2 separate regions of the Mus musculus genome follow, and region 2 is linked to region 1. Evidence: chromatin contacts called from public Hi-C data. All regions are on one chromosome and are shown on one strand. Each heading gives the region's core, a stretch centred on a gene start, on an enhancer-like site or on the middle of the called end of the contact. The rest is flanking DNA. Distances are from core to core; before and after follow the strand shown. Region 1 overlaps Grb10 (growth factor receptor bound protein 10). Region 2 has its middle 83 kb from the start of Gm12002.

Region 1 (3,628 bases), core at 600-3,099:
CGAACAGGCTGTCAGGTATTTAAGTGCAGAAAGGGGAAGACAAAACATCTAAGCTGAGGCACATATTTCTTCAAAGTTTAAGCAAACAATAAAAGAAAAAAGAAAACACGTTTGGAAACTCTTAACACCTAATAATAGAACAGAGTCTACCTATTAAAACCCTAAAAACCCAAAGCATTTGGCAGTTTCCTTCTCAACTTAGTCCAGGTGGTTACACGGAGTCGTCATTTAGAAAAGAAAATCACAGGCAGAGATTACAAAGTCAAACAGGCTCCAAAACAACCCTGAGCTGTCCCCTTTACATTCATGTCAATTAAATACAAAAATAAAAGTCAATTGTCCTTCAGTCTCTGATTAGGGGGGCTGGGAACCCGCTAACCTAGGGACCAGCTGTTTCAGGTGGAATTCCCAGCTGCCTGTGCAAAGGGCTGGCGATCTCGGGGCCACTGAAGTCTGCTACACTCAAGGTGGGTGGGTTGCAGCCTTCAACAATTCACTTCGGCAAGGGAAGTACAAAGTTCTACGTCAAACCAGCTACGTACGAAATTGTGAACCAGAGTCAAGCCTATACTTCCTCTTAAATAAAATGCATACTTATAAATATGAGATCCACATCCTAGTTGTCTACTGTTGAGACGAAAGAGAAATGGATTCTGCACTGTGGGGACCGGTCTGTGTAAACTGGAAAAAGAAACCCTAGGGTTGTTTGTTGTCTGTAAAAGTTCTGACCTTAAGTCAGCAAAAAGAAATGAGCACGGTAAAACTGAAATGTCTGTTATCTGTCTGTAAGGGGAAGATCAGTGGGAGCCTGCTGCCAGGTATGAACTTGAGAATTCTCTCATTGTCAACTTAACGATTAACTAGTTTCGAAAGAAAGAGAAATGCATTTGAGCACTTATGCATAAAAAATGGTTAACTAAAAAAAAGTCAAAAAAGATTAAAATGAAAAAAAAGGAAAAAAATTCTTCATTTGTTGTAATAACATCTCGTGGAAACACGGTTGCATGGTCTGTGAACTACAGTGTTTCTCTACTGTGGGCCAGCTTGCCACTGGCCTGCTTTACAAAGCGCTGTCATATCTATCTTCCACTATGCTGTCAACCATGGCAAATCAGAAGTGGCTCCCTGGGGAGCACTTCAATGAGTCGGGACAGGCAATCTAGTGGCTAACTCAGGTATGTAGCAGACTTTCTGGGTGGTATCAAGAAAGGGAAATGTGTTCACCACCGTTGTTGTCTGTGTGTTTCTCAAGGCAATCCTGTCTGCTACTCTCATGCCTGATAAATCATCAAGGGGACAACAGAGGGTCCTTCATGGAGCTCAGGGGACCCAATGATAACTCCGGCCACCTTCTGACTCCTCTCTCTCTCTGACTCCTCTCTCTCGGAGGAGGCAAACATCATGCTCCTAAAATCTGTCCAATGTTCACATCCATTGTGAGGTACTTCTCACCCTAAGCCAGCAGAGGCAAAGCCTCTGCATACCCTGCTCCTGCTGGCTTAGGGGGTTTTCAGTAGGGTGCAGAGGCCATCAAGCTTTCAAAGACTCAAAGCCAGCTTATGCTTGTGCCTCTGCAGCGTTTCCTTCTCTTTATCACCATAGATGCTCAGAGTGACAGAGCACAAGGCCAACAAGTTGGCGTTTTTTTCTCTTTCGATCCTTTAACCCCACCCCTACCCCACCCCTGTGGGAGAAGTGAAATGACTGAGGGTACTGCAGAGGGTAAAGGCAGCGATTATTCTACAACAGTGGGCGGCTGTGAAAATGGGAGGCACAGGGCACCCCAGATGGACTGTGTGGCATCCACAATGAATAGCAATGTGTTCCAAGAAGGCTGGCTGACATCAGTCTGAAGCTGAGGTCATGCAGCTGTGCTGTGCTGGGGAACAGTGAGTTTTCCAAAGTAATGAGGTCTCCAGCACCGTGGAGAACGAGACACACTAATAATACATGACCAGACGTCAGCACAACAACAACGATGACCAGACTGTGGCAGCTTGACTGCGTCCACAAAACATGCTAGGTGTCAACTGCGGTTGTCACCTTTTATCTTATTATTTTATTTAAAAAAAAAAAAAAAGCTTTTCAAGTATAATGGGAAGGACTGGAGCCAAACCCACACTGCCGCAACCTGCAGAGAGCAGGATGTTATCTAGAAAACTTGGGGGACCCATTTGTAGGCTAAAGCCTGCCAATTCAAAAATTCTTTGTCTGATCTGAGTTGCAAAGCCACATCCTCTCCTACCATAGGCTGAGTACAACATCGACAACGAAGAAGGAGTGCAAAAAAGTGATCAATACAAAAAGTAAACATCGCGGTTTGAATTGTCAAGGTTATTCCAGGGCAAGAGTTCATTTCCAATCATTTTTCTGCGGTTTTCACCCTACGTGGCCTAATCAAAATCGTCATTCCAGTTTCTTCCCACACTTGCACTGGATCTCTTCCCTCCCCCAATTTTAAATGGCTGACGCAGAGGGAGGTGGTCCTGTTTGATCCACAGCGGCAAATCTTTGTGAAGTCCAATAACTAATTGATGTAGGTCGGTTGGTACCGATCAAAAAGCCATGTTGTTCTGAGTCCTTGGGTGGGAGTAGGTGTGTGTTCTCACCCTCATGCAGATCTCTCTTCTCCGTTCCAGTGTCGCTGCCTCCAGCCTCTGTGAGTGGGCAAGGAGGTCATAAGGCCACGCGGATGCAGTGGTGTTTCAGCTTGCAGGGCAGAACACCTTTGTTGAGCTGGTAGAAGTCGACCAGCTGGATCAGATCGGAGAACTTGGTGTTCCCATCATCCAGAGTGAAGAAGGTCTGCCCATCATCCTCGCACTGTGGGGACACAGAAAACATTTGCCATGTTAGACAGTGTGACCTTGGGGGACAACCTGTGGCCCTGCAGGCAGGGAGAGTCAGACTATATCGGCCAGTCTCATAATTTCCATGCTTTTAAAAAGGAAAGCAAAGGGGATGAGAAAGGTGTTCTCTAATGGCACAGTGGAATGGACCAAGGGTAGAACTGTTTCGTGATCCAATGACCAAGTAGGCAGAAGAACATAAGCTCCCCTTGGGAGCCACTTAGCCATCAGCAAGTTCCTTTTAGAATTCTGAGAATTCTGAGCAGCCACGAGACATATCTACTCAGGTCAGACCATTCCTGTGCTGAAAAGAGCCAATGTCAAATCTGCTGTAAGAGTCCAGGAGACCTAGATATTCCTACCTAGCTAGCTACACATAAGCTGAGGTCTCAGGGCAACAGCAGCCTCAGCAACATTCCCTCTTGGAGTCTCTTGAGAACTGCTTCCCCAGACTTGAGGCCATTGGTGCTTATCTATAAGCTTATGTTTAAATTGAAAACTGCACTAGAAACAGAACCAGGGGACTCGGAAGGGCGGGCTGATTTGAAGGCATCGGTACTTACAGGTAAGATCTGGAAGTTTTTAATCTTCTGGTGATGGCACAGTGTCAGTACGAACGCCTTTGGATTACTCTGGCTGTCACGAAGGAGGAACAGCCTGGGGAGTGGAAAACCAGCAATTTATAATTGATTCCTTTTAAAATCTAAAATGAATTGTCTATATATGAGCATCCATGTATGCATGTGTACACCAGCTGGAAGTGACTGAGAAAAATGGGC
Region 2 (3,536 bases), core at 185-2,684, 300 kb after region 1:
ATGCTCAGGAATGTTCGTTTGTACTAGGGTCTGTATCGTACCTGTCTTTCCTAGTTCTCAGGCAAGGTATGCAAGAAGTGATGTCCTTATTGCTCAGATGCATCAAAAAAATGCAGAGACCAGATCATCCCAGGGCCTAGCAGTCCTGATGGATGATGCTTGGATACGAGGAGGTTTTAGTGAGGGACCAAGGTCCCCAGGAGATTTCTTTTTTTTTTTTTCTTTCCATTTTTTATTAGGTATTTAGCTCATTTACATTTCCAATGCTATACCAAAAGTCCCCCATACCCACCCACCCCCACTCCCCTACCCGCCCACTCCCCCTTTTTGGCCCTGGCGTTCCCCTGTTCTGGGGCATATAAAGTTTGTGTGTCCAATGGGCCTCTCTTTCCAGTGATGGCCGACTAGGCCATCTTTTGATACATATGCAGCTAGAGTCAAGAGCTCCGGGGTACTGGTTAGTTCATAATGTTGATCCACCTATAGGGTTGCAGATCCCTTTAGCTCCTTGGGTACTTTCTCTAGCTCCTCCATTGGGAGCCCTGTGATCCATCCATTAGCTGACTGTGGGCATCCACTTCTGTGTTTGCTAGGCCCCGGCATAGTCTCACAAGAGACAGCTACATCTGGGTCCTTTCGATAAAATCTTGCTAGTGTATGCAATGGTGTCAGCGTTTGGATGCTGATTATGGGGTGGATCCCTGCCCCAGGAGATTTCTGGTTCAGGGATCCTGAATCTGCCTACCCTTCTCAGACCAGCTATAATTCAGGCTGAAATATGCACTGCTCAGGCACAGCCTTGGTTCTAACCAATGAGAAACAGTTTTTTCCTCCTGGGACTAGAGTACTTCCTGGGGTATAATGGACAAGAGGAGAGTCAGATTTGGGCCTTAGAGTAAGCTCAAGTGTCATTTTATGTCCCTGAGCCTCCACTGGTAGAAGGAGGGAACTGATGAGACCAAGACTTGGCTATTTGATAGATTCAGGAAGCCCCTGTGGACTCCACATGGCTGAATCATGGCAATGCTTAAGCGGCCCCTAGTTACTTGTCCTACTAAGTTACTTACTCCTGATTGTATAACGAAGGAGAAAAGAGCAAAGCAAATGAAGGCAGAGGAGAATGGTGGGCTCTGGCAGCTGACCCCTTAGCTCCTGTGTGGTCAAAGATGTCATAGGGCCTTGGTAGCTCCTCAGATCCACCTGACAGAAGGCGGCTTAAAAAGCCCACTGTTGCTATCACTCAGAAAATGTTGCTGCTTTGTCCAATATCCATGATGTCACTCAGGAAGATCTGGAATGGTAAATGTCGTGGTGCCATCGGAGGAGGACTTCAGCTCTCTGAAATAGAATCATGACTTAAGGGCATACTGCAATCTGCTTTCCAGGCTGAGCCTTTCTTACTCATGTGTGACTCACCCCTGACTCCCAGTGGCTTCAGCATTCACACAGCCTTAGTCTGAGTGGCTCCTAGCCATCTTGTTCTAAGCCCCACCTCAGCCAACTCCTTATCCCCGGTGCCAGTGGCTCTCTGCCCAACCTGGGGCTTGGCCAGCTGTACCCTTGAGTTGGAAACCTTCCAAAGAGCCCATTCTTCGTCCCTTCCCTGGCCACTGCCATCCCTGCAGCCTGGAGTCTCTCCAAGGACTCTGAGCTGCCTTGCAGGAACACTGCAGTCTCCCTCTCTTGGGCATTTGCCCACGAGCCATTGGCCAAGCAAGTCTTCAGGAGTTTTGTACTTAGAATTTGCTGCCAGTCTCGTTGGGGCAGACTCTGCCCATGGCATCAGTCCTGTGTTCTCAGGCTTGACGCTCCCACATGAATGAGGCCCAGAGAGTTCCGGGTCACAAACACCAATAGACTCCATTGAGAAATGAGCATGGTAACAAGAAGCACCACATTCCACAGAGGACTAAGTGGCTATAAGTGGCTTTTCTTGGGAGGTGGCTGGGTTTTGGAGGATCAATAGATGTTCTAATAAAGCACAGTAGAATGAACCCACATGGTATTTTCAGAGAAATGAAAGCTGCTCAAGCTTTCGAGTGCACAGAAGCAGAGGAGCAGCAGCCAATCTGAAAGGCTACAGCTCAGTGGAGGGGGCACTAGCCAGACCTACGCCAAGGCCAGCTCAACTCCAGTCAGAGTCAGGGTATGAAGGTGGTGACAGGGCCCACACTGTTGCTTTCAAAGACCTGGTGAGGCTGGGTTCGGAGACAAGGTGGAGAGCAATGAGTGGTCCTATCCTTGATTGACAGCCCACTTCCTCCTGTCTCATGAATCTCAAGCCTCCGCAACCGGAGGAAGGGTCTCAGATGCAAGCCCCAAAATCACAGTGCATTGCTTTCTTCAGAGGAGTATGCCAGGCAGTGTGAGGCAAGCTGCTGCCACCTGCACTCACTCGGCGCACACCCCAGTTGGGCTCATGGCCAAACCACTCATGAGCAGGTGCCAGCATAGTTAATCGCTTCTTGATCTTTCCGCTTTGAACACATTTGTATTTCTAGTGGAACACAGGAGTGGGTGGCAGCACTTAGCCCTAGGAATGTCTTTGCAATGGAACAGAGCCCTGGTGCAGAACCTCAAATCTGAAAATCTGAGTCTCCCGCAGACAGAACCCTGAGCAGCCCAGGCTCCCCTAGCCCTCTGGCTATCCCCTGCTCCTTTCACCTGGAAAAAAGCCTCTCTCTTGATGCTCACTTGAGGGGCTTCTACCCTGACCACCCACGAAGAAGAACCTCCAATCTTTGGCCCACATCTTTTCTCCCCCAGGATACTTGTTACACTCTTGATTGGCATTTCCATGTGGCTACTTGCCAGCAGGCTTACTGGAAGGGAGAGACACTAATTTGTAATTGTCTCCAGCACCCATCGGGGATTCCGACTTTGAGAAGCTCTTCTAGTGTTAGATGGGAAGAAGGAGAGATGGAAGAGGAAAGGAAGACACCAAGGAAGGAAAGAAGGGAAGGAGGGATGATGGTTGGAAGAAGGAATGAGGGACAGGGGAAGATAGAAAGGAGAAAGGGAAGAGGAAAGGAGAGAAAAATAGAAAGGAGGATACGAGTGTACCAAGTGCTTCTGCACTCCTGGGCTCAGGGGTAGATTCTGAGGACAGAGCCTTGAGAGGAGACAGAGCACAGCAGTGATTTGGGATGCTTGCTTTCTCCACAACTCTTCATCCCTCCCTGCCCCAAGAGCATCTGTCATGCTAGCCTTCAGCTTCCTTGGGTCTTCAGAATCTCCTGTCCTTAGTCCTCTGGACCTTTCCTTCTACCTGGTGGCTGAACTAATCCCCTCTTCCGTGACAGCGGAATTCTGCTATAACAAAAAAAAAAAAAAAAAAAAAAAAGAATTACCAGGAAAAGTGTGCCACTCTGATGGAGTATTAGAGGAAATGCTGGGACCAGTTGGTACCTGAATCCCATGTGACCATATTTGTGGCCTGCAGGGCTATCCATGAAAGATTACTCTCAGTTAGCCCTGAGGGTCTCAGTTTGCACAGATGATGGCTTCTGGTCCTAGAAAATGTTCCAGGCCCTTCA

Evidence for each region. A called contact is a pair of places that touch in the nucleus more often than the background predicts.
Region 2: a contact with region 1 is called in a Hi-C map of muscle stem cells, with 3 times the contacts expected there. The contact joins two enhancer-like sites. A contact is called at or near these places in 1 of 15 datasets of contacts at CTCF or cohesin (the NIH/3T3 cell line), 3 of 484 Hi-C or Micro-C datasets (liver, muscle stem cells and myocytes) and 1 of 9 other capture datasets (adipose tissue).

The regions. Positions count from the first base shown.
Region 1 is chr11:11,930,787-11,934,414 of GRCm38.p6, forward strand. Grb10 (growth factor receptor bound protein 10) reads right to left here. Exons shown (of 17, transcript NM_010345.4): 16 at 3,413-3,506; 17 at 1-2,823. The coding sequence ends at 2,677. Among named protein-coding and RNA genes, the nearest start is that of Ddc, 34 kb to the left of the region's middle. Within about 2 kb of position 1,850, at least 38 of the 459 cell types and tissues checked have an H3K27ac peak or open chromatin away from gene starts, as enhancers often do. A contact at or near this core is called in muscle stem cells, where this site is marked.
Region 2 is chr11:12,230,132-12,233,667 of GRCm38.p6, forward strand. No RefSeq gene overlaps it. Among named protein-coding and RNA genes, the nearest start is that of Gm12002, 83 kb to the right of the region's middle. Within about 2 kb of position 1,435, at least 97 of the 459 cell types and tissues checked have an H3K27ac peak or open chromatin away from gene starts, as enhancers often do. A contact at or near this core is called in muscle stem cells, where this site is marked.